Regions from separate parts of the Mus musculus genome. Here all the other regions are linked to region 2. Evidence: chromatin contacts called from public HiChIP or PLAC-seq and promoter capture Hi-C data. All regions are on one chromosome and are shown on one strand. Each heading gives the region's core, a stretch centred on a gene start, on an enhancer-like site or on the middle of the called end of the contact. The rest is flanking DNA. Distances are from core to core; before and after follow the strand shown.

Region 1 (2,700 bases), core at 134-2,633, 880 kb before region 2:
GAGGTTGCAAGGGAGGAGAATGGGTACGAGGGAACAGATGAATGGAATTGGGATGCATGGTATAAAATTCACAAAGAATCAATAAAAAGTTAAAACACAAACACACACACAAATTACCACTCAAGTCATCAAAATATCTAGCAAAACCTGTCCTTTTGCCATACACATTTAGGTTCCAATATTTTCACTAAAAAATACAAAACTGGCAGGGCATGGTGGCGCACGCCTTTAATCCCAGCACTCGGGAGGCAGAGGCAGGCGGATTTCTGAGTTCCAGGCAAGCCTGGTCTTCAAAGTGAGTTCCAGGACAGCCAGGGCTACACAGAGAAACCCTGTCTCGAAAAACCAAAAAAAAAAAAAAAAAAAAAAAAAAAAAAAGTATACAAAACTAGCATGGGTCTAAGAGCAGAGACTGGAGTGAAGTAGGCCTGGGTCTAAATCTTCACTGATTTCTTAAGTGAATGGCCTTGGGTTTATTACATAACTTCTACATCTCATTTTTTAAAAATGAACAGAATTTCACAGCTCTCCTAGTTGGGCGGTGATGGTGCACACCTTGAATTCCAGCACTTGGGAGGCAGAGGCAGACGGATCTCCTTGAGTTCCAGGACATCCAAGGCTACACAAAGAGACTGTCTTGAGCCCCACCCGCAAAATATGCAAAAACAAACAAACTAAAAAGGCTAAGTTTGGGTTTCGTTTTTTTTAAAGTCTGCACACATTCTGCTGGGCTGTGATGCACACCTTTACTCCCAGCAGTGGGAAAGCACAGGCAGATGGAACTCAGTGACGCACTTTGTATCCCAGGCAGGCCAGGAATACAAAGTGAGACCCCACAACTAAAGAAATAGATAAATCGATGGTTAACTAACTAACTGTCATTACAGCCATCCATGTGGATACAGCATACATGTGGACACTGGCGACAACTTGAGGAAATCAGTTATTTCTTTCTGCTGAAAAGGTCCTGGGCATCAAACACAGCTCATTAAGCTTGGTACCTTACAGCTGAGCCATCTCACTGGCCGTGAAATAGATCTTTTGTGATTTGTTATCAGTAAATGTTTTATCCTTATCTCTATTTTATAGACCTACTGTGTGATTTCAGTAAGACATGTCTTCCATAGGCTCTTGTATTTGTTTTGTTTTGAGACAGGGTTTCTCTGTATAGCCCTGGCTGTCTTGGAACTCACTCTGTAGACCAGGCTGGCCTCGAACTCAGAAATCCGCCTGCCCCTGCCTCCTGAGTGCTGGGATGAAAGGCGTGTGCCACCATGCCCGGCAGGCTCTTGTATTTGAACACTTGTTCCCCAGTTGGTGCTGTTTGGGGAGGTAGTGGAACCTTTAGGCAGATCAGCCTTGCTGGAGGAAGTGCGTCATTGGGAGCTGCTGGTTCTGAGAGTTGATGGCCTGACTGCACTTCCTGCTTTCAGTCTCACTCTCACTCTCTTGATCCCCACCCCCTCGGCAAATGAACACATGACCAGCCGGCTTACACCACACACACACACACACACACACACACAGTTCTGCCTGCAGCCCCTGTCTCCCGCCAACATATGGACTCTATGCCCCTGGAACCATAGCAAACCCATTTTTCCTTAAGCTGCTTTGGGCTAGAGGCATTTTTGTCACAGCAACAGAAAAGCAACAAATATACTTAATATATTTTCCTATCCCAGGTTGCCTAAAAGATTCTTGGGCAAAAGGGATCACAAGTAGCATTTTCTTTATTAATCATTCCATTCGTTTATATCTCAAATGATATCCCACTTCCTGGTTATCCCTCCACCAACCACCCATGCCACATCTGCCCTCCCCCTTCTCTTTGCCTGTATGAGAGTACACCCCCACCCACCACCACCGCCACCCCACCGCTTCAGCATCCGCCTATGCTGGGGCATCAAACCTCCCCAGGACCAAGGGCCTCCCCTCCCATATATTTTGAAATAAAAATCAATATAATGTCCTACTCATATGAAAAAATACTAAACTAAAATTCAAACGAAGGCTGGCGACAGGGCTCAGTGGATAACGTGCTTGCCTCAAGCCTAGCCTGACTACTTAAGGTTGATCCCCAAGTACCTCCCAAACGACAAAGGGAATAGAACCCACTTTTGCGCGTTGTCTTTTGATGAGGGAGGAGAGGGAGAGGGAGAGAGGGAAATCAGACACAGAGACAAAAAAAAGGGGGGGGGGGGAGATTTTGTGCTTAATTTACTAATGAGAACTGGGAACCAAAGCGGACACAAGGTGGCAGCACTAAGCTCCACAGACGGAGATTTTGGAATGTTTGCTTGCTTGCTGTGCCTTTTTGTGCCCGGTAGAACAGAATGCTTCTTGGAGTGTCCGTTTATTGCCTGATGAGTGCTTTACCCTCTGAGCTTCCTCACAGGCCGCTTACGCATAGTTTAATGTACAAACTATAAAATGAATCATCCAAAATGGCAAAGGAACCCCAAGTTCCCCAAGATGCCCAACTTGCTCACAAGTTATTTAATTAAAAAAAAAAAAAAAAACGGGCATGGTGGCACACGCCTTTAATCCCAGCACTTGGGAGGCAGAGGCAAGTGGATTTCTGAGTTCGAGGCCAGCCTGGTCTACCGAGTAAGTTCCAGGGCTATACAGAGAAACCTTGTCTTGAAAAACCAAAATAAAATAAAATAAACAAATAAAAATTGTTGCCTAGGTTTGACTCCC
Region 2 (2,700 bases), core at 158-2,657:
AGAAGAAGAAGAAGAAGAAGAAGAAGAAGAAGAAGAAGAAGAAGAAGAAGAAGAAGAAGAAGAAGAAGAAGAAGAAAAGCAAGAAAGCAAGGTGGGTTACACCTGATAAAAATTCTGGGAAAGTTGAGAACTGTTAGTTGTGGGATTTTCTGTTTAATGTTCTTGGACTACAGTTGTCACAGAAAGTGAAACGATGGTTTTGGGGGACACCGCTGTCAGGCCAACTGGGCTTGTCTTTTCAGAGCAATGTCCACATCTCAGATGCGCCCTTCAGAGGAAGAGGCTCGGGGTATTCTGGGTGTGGCAGTGGCGCCCTCTACATTCACACAGATGGACGCTTACAGGCAGCGTTCCTTCCAGAAAACCATTGAAAGGAGGTGCAACCTCACAAGCTGAAAACTAATTTCCCGCCGAAATTACTTCCATGGTAACTAACAAACGCTTCCCAGACAAAGCAATAAGGAAAAGACTAAGGAATAGGCAGAGACAACGTCAGCATGCTCGCAAGCCACGGGCTGGAAACAGGTGGGATCTGCAGTCTTCACAGCAGCCCAGGGGCCGCGGGAGACCCTTTCCTCCCAGCTACAAAAGTCAAGGCATGCTCAACTTCTGAGACGGAGCCATTCTAAAATGCTGGAAGTCACAGCTTCCCACTAATGAGCCTAATGGAAGGGTATCCGTGCTTCGTTCTCTACTACATTTCTGCGGGTGGTAGACAAGAAAGGGCTTTTAGAGAAACTGAAATATACCAAGCTCATCTGCTGCCTTTGAGAGTGATTTAAAAGACAGAAAAATGTCACAGCCCCTCTCCCCCGCCCCCTTTATCATTAGCAGCTACCTGTGGCCCAACTAAATATGTAGCCAGGAGTAAGGCCCAGTTGCCCAGCCAGGCTATTAGGCATTCCTTTCTGGCTCAATGGATTGGTGCTCTCAGACCAGCAGGAGCTGAGAAGACTGTCATGGTGTGTCATTTCCATAGTCTGGGACCAGGGACCAATAGCTCATTGAGAGATCTAGAGTCCCTGGGACCTGCTGATTCACCCCGTGCTCTTCATGCTTCCAGACCCAGAACCTACATAATCGCCCGTGGGGAGCCTGTTCCCACCGAGCCATGGGCCCCTGACCTGTACCGTGACAAGGTTGAGGCGGAGTCAGACCACATTATCAAGGTGTAGGCCTGGGTGGGCCCTATGAAGACAAAGGGCATCCGTGGTTCCTGGAAGAAAGGCCTAGCACTTGAGTTCAGGAGACCCTGCCAAGAGGAAATCCTCAGGACTGAGGTGGGATATGCGAGCCTCCCAGGGTCCACTGACCATAAGAGGAAGTTGGCTGCCTTTCTGCCTGTTAGCTGAGCAAACAACACAGTTCCCAGGAGGGTGAGGTTCCACTCCTGGATATATGAACCCATCGGAGCCAGGCTTCAGGAAGATTGTCTTATAGGTCCTGGGAGCATCTTCTGAGACTCATTCTACCATGAAGCTTACCACCACCTTTCTAGTGCTCTGTGTGGCTCTGCTCAGTGACTCTGGTGAGTTCCCTTGGGGGCTTAGTATCTCCTATGGAGGATCTGCCATTGTTACCTGCTTTTTCCTGGCCACTGACTGCTCCAGCTGGTTTTTACCATATAGCCTTCACTCTTGTGCAGATGTTGATGGGAGCTATTCTAGCAGAGTTGTCTACAGGGGAACCCAGATGCTCCTCTGCTTATCCCTTCCAGGGTTTCCTCTATTTTTCCTATGATCCTTTAAAGCTTTCTGCTGTCAGCGCAACCTGAGTCCCACCTGAGCCTCCGAGCTGCCTCTCACTCACATATCCACCTACTCACCTTCAGCTCACCCACTAGTCTGATGACATCTTCAAGGGCCAGCCCTGGATTGATGCCACCCATCCCATCTGCTCTCAACCTGGTTAATGTCCCCACAATCAGCAAGGCACAGTATGAATGTCCCCAACTCTAAAAACCTTACCCATCTCCTATGGCTCTCTCTCTGTAGCCATCTCCTTCCTGGGCCCAATATATGGCCACCTTTCCTAACTTCTGTTGGCATCTCCCTTGACACAGGGCAGCCATCAATCAAGAAGTAGGAGGGTGGCTATGACTTCTCCCTTGGGTGCCCTCCCTGGAGGAGTTAGGTCTTCAGAATCTTTGAGAAGGCCCTAGGTTCTCTGTTTGTATTGGCAGGTGTTGCTTTCTTCATGGACTCATTGGCCAAGCCTGCGGTAGAACCCGTGGCCGCCCTTGCTCCAGCTGCAGAGGCTGTGGCAGGGGCTGTGCCTAGCCTACCATTAAGCCACTTGGCCATCCTGAGGTTCATCCTGGCCAGCATGGGCATCCCATTGGATCCTCTCATAGAGGGATCCAGGAAGTGTGTCACCGAGCTGGGCCCTGAGGCTGTAGGAGCTGTGAAGTCACTGCTGGTAACATGGGCATCTTCCTTTCGTGGTTACTTCCTCCTGGGTGGTTACCCCTCCCCAGACACCTTCCACATCAGAAAGAGAGAGAGAGAGAGAGCCTTGCTTCCTGATCTGCTCCAGCAAGCCATATCCTAACAAAACTGGGAAGACTCCAAAGAGTTGTTCAGGGTTTACCTTTCGCAAGTGGCTGCCAGCCAGCCATGACGTTTGTCCTAAGGCTCTCTCCCTATGGGCTTTACAGAGACCCTCCCCAGAACCAGCTACTATGCCTTCCTGTCTTGAGTA
Region 3 (2,700 bases), core at 80-2,579, 550 kb after region 2:
AAAAAAAGCCATTTTAATGTGTTCTAATTCCTAATAGTAAAATGAATACTAAAGTAGACCAGCCATTGCCTGGAACTGGAAAGGATACAAGATGACAAACAGGAAAAAAATTATATAATAAAATAATAATTATTACAATAATTGTTATATAATTTTTATGTAATATATAAATAAAATTTATAAAACAATGAAGAGATTCTAAGCCGAATGTGAAAATAGTTATACAACTCATTTTTTTTTTTTAAATGCAAGGAGCTGGGGAGGTAGCTCAGTTGCTCGAGGGCCTAACATGCATGAAGCCCTGGACTGGATGCCTAGCACAAAGATGACTCAGAAGGACAATTTAGAGATACAGGCCATCCCGGCCATATAGTAAGACCTGTCTCTGCTAATACGAAAGAATAATCGTTATACACTTTTACTGGGTGAATTGCACAGGTCCTAGGTTATAACGCAGTTACACTGAAAATTTTCTGTCCAGTAGTCCCTGTGATTCCTGCACTAGAAAATTGAGACAAGAGGATTGGAGTGATTGAGGACGGCCTAAACCACTCGTGAATTCCAGGCCAATCAGGCTACGTGGCTTTATTTCAGAAAAGAGAGAGACTGACCAACCAACCTGGCCTACCCACAGTCCTCCATAGAGATCGCAAAACCATTCCCTCCCACAGGGAGGGTCTTGTCCACTCGTCTCTTGTCAACAACCTCTAGCTCCACCCCATGCAGCCACCAGCCACTCCAACGCAAGAGACTGAGCTAGTTCCGGGGTCCCCTACCTCCCTTCCCACGGGCTGCCCCACCCCGCCCCCGCTGCTTATTTATCCGCGTCACTCCTCTCCACCCCTCCTCCACGTCTGCCTGGTCCCAGGTCTTCCGGGGCTTTAACTGAACCCACCACCGGGCGTTACGGGGAGCAAGCGAACCGCTGGATGTTAGATGTAACCTGAGCGGCCGCCTGACCACCCTGTCCCCGCGGGGAGCCAGAGGACACGCCGCCTCGTCCTCGCCCAGACCTACTACTCCCTGGCGGGGGAGGTTGGCTTCCCCGCCCCAGGCCCTCACCGCGGTAGTGCGCCTGGAAGCCGCCAGGCCTCAGCGTGGGGAACAGCACAGCCACTCGGCTCAGCAGCCTCTCGCAGGGCCCCGGGCCGGCCGCGGCTTGGGCTTCCGCCTCCGGCTCCGGGCTGAAGCAGAAGCTGAAGCGGCGGATCTCGCGGGTCGCCTCCTCCTTGCCCAGAAGATAGGCCTTCACCGTGAACGACGCCATAACCGCGGTCTAGGTACGGACGAAACAGCTGGGCAGCGGCGGCGCCGAGAGCCCAGCTTTTATAGAAAACGGGGGAGCCCCGCCTCGTGGGGGCGGAGCCTCTATGAGCCCCGCCCCTCCCCTAGGCTGGGGCGGCCGCTGGAGCCCCCTTGATGGGACCCTTGAAAGGTACGGGGTCGAGACGACCCCACTGCCTACTCTTTTCTTTCCCACCGAATACATGGGTGACCACAAGAGACCAGCCTCAGCCTCAAGTCGTTGGGAAAAGGACCCGTAAGTATCGAGCCTAGGTACCTCCCAGGCTTGGGCCTGCCTATGACTCAGCAGTGTCGTCCCCAAGCCAGGGGGGATGTACGGCCCAGAAGCTAGGAGGACACAGATGTCTACTGTCAGGTAGCCATTCTTTTAGCCAAACAGGCTGTCTCACAGGATGCTATTCCGACCCTCCTAAACATAGTGTCCCCGGTAGTAGCCCCCACTCCCACCCCCTTCCAGGCATCCACCATGACCAGCCCCTCACTGAATAAAGGAACATCACCCACCATCTTAGGCCTCACCCAATTTAACAAAGATCAGGTTGAGAGGTGTTGGACAAGCACTGGTGACTTCTCACAAACCCACCCTGTAAGAGGGGTAGCCAGGGCTCCAGAGGCAGCAGTAGTCACAACCTGTTCATTGCAACCAGAGATTCCTCACTGCAGCCCAGACACACACACACATACACACACATTCATATTCTCTCTCTCTCTCTCTCTCTCTCTCTCTCTCTCTTTCTCTCTCTCTCTCTCTCGGAAGGTACATGTATCTCAGGCCTTAGTGGCTTCAAAGCACAAAGGGATCAGACCACCTGCCCTCCATCTAGGAACCAAAATACAAGCTATAGCCAGTCCTGTGCCACAGGTTGGTTATTCCAGCTGTTTGAGGTGCTGAGGCAGGAAAAGACCAAGTTCAAGATATTCTGCTTGAGCAACTTGGTGAAACTGTTTCAAAATAGAAAGTGATCCTAGTACTTGGGAGGTCAGAGGTTCCAGAGTTCAAAGCCAGCCTTGGCTGCATGAGGCTTCTAAGAAAGAAAAAAAGTCTGGGTGCTGGGGGGCGGGAATAAAGAATCTGGCTATACAGTTTAGTAAGGATACAGGAGATTTAGCTTAGTAGGGATACAGCTTATAGAGATTTAGCTTAGTAGGGATACAGGTCATGAGGATTTAGCTTAGTAGGGATATACCCGGGAGATATCATTAATGGGAATTTGGTGCATAGGGATATAGCTCAGTGACAGAGCACCTGCCTAGTATGTGTTACATCTTAGGTTCAACCCCCAATACAAACGCCAAAACCAGGAAATGCTGCTTTCTGTGGCCAGAGTGACCTGTTAGCTAGCATGATGACACACATCTGTAACCCCAGCCCTTGGGAAGCTGAGTCAAGAGGAA

Evidence for each region. Promoter capture Hi-C pulls out the DNA fragments that hold promoters and counts their contacts. HiChIP or PLAC-seq counts read pairs in DNA pulled down with a chosen protein or histone mark.
Region 1: a contact with region 2 is called in an H3K4me3 HiChIP or PLAC-seq map of bone marrow-derived macrophages, with 8 times the contacts expected there. The contact joins the enhancer-like site here to the promoter of Scgb3a1 in region 2. A contact is called at or near these places in 4 of 39 promoter capture datasets (the 3T3-L1 cell line, liver, stem cell-derived epiblast-like cells and 1 more) and 3 of 115 datasets of contacts at active chromatin or transcription factors (bone marrow-derived dendritic cells, bone marrow-derived macrophages and embryonic stem cells).
Region 3: a promoter capture Hi-C map of pre-B cells shows a contact between it and region 2, with 2.7 times the contacts expected there. The contact joins the promoter of Sqstm1 here to the promoter of Scgb3a1 in region 2. A contact is called at or near these places in 1 of 39 promoter capture datasets (pre-B cells) and 1 of 9 other capture datasets (embryonic stem cells).

Annotation. Positions count from the first base shown.
Region 1 is chr11:48,786,563-48,789,262 of GRCm38.p6, forward strand. No RefSeq gene overlaps it. Among named protein-coding and RNA genes, the nearest start is that of Gm36109, 11 kb to the right of the region's middle. Within about 2 kb of position 1,384, at least 199 of the 459 cell types and tissues checked have an H3K27ac peak or open chromatin away from gene starts, as enhancers often do. A contact at or near this core is called in bone marrow-derived dendritic cells, bone marrow-derived macrophages, embryonic stem cells and 2 more, where this site is marked.
Region 2 is chr11:49,662,188-49,664,887 of GRCm38.p6, forward strand. Scgb3a1 (secretoglobin, family 3A, member 1) reads left to right here and starts at 1,408. Exons shown (of 3, transcript NM_054037.2): 1 at 1,408-1,528; 2 at 2,183-2,418. The coding sequence starts at 1,474.
Region 3 is chr11:50,209,491-50,212,190 of GRCm38.p6, forward strand. Sqstm1 (sequestosome 1) reads right to left here and starts at 1,330. Exons shown (of 8, transcript NM_011018.3): 1 at 1,063-1,330. The coding sequence starts at 1,267.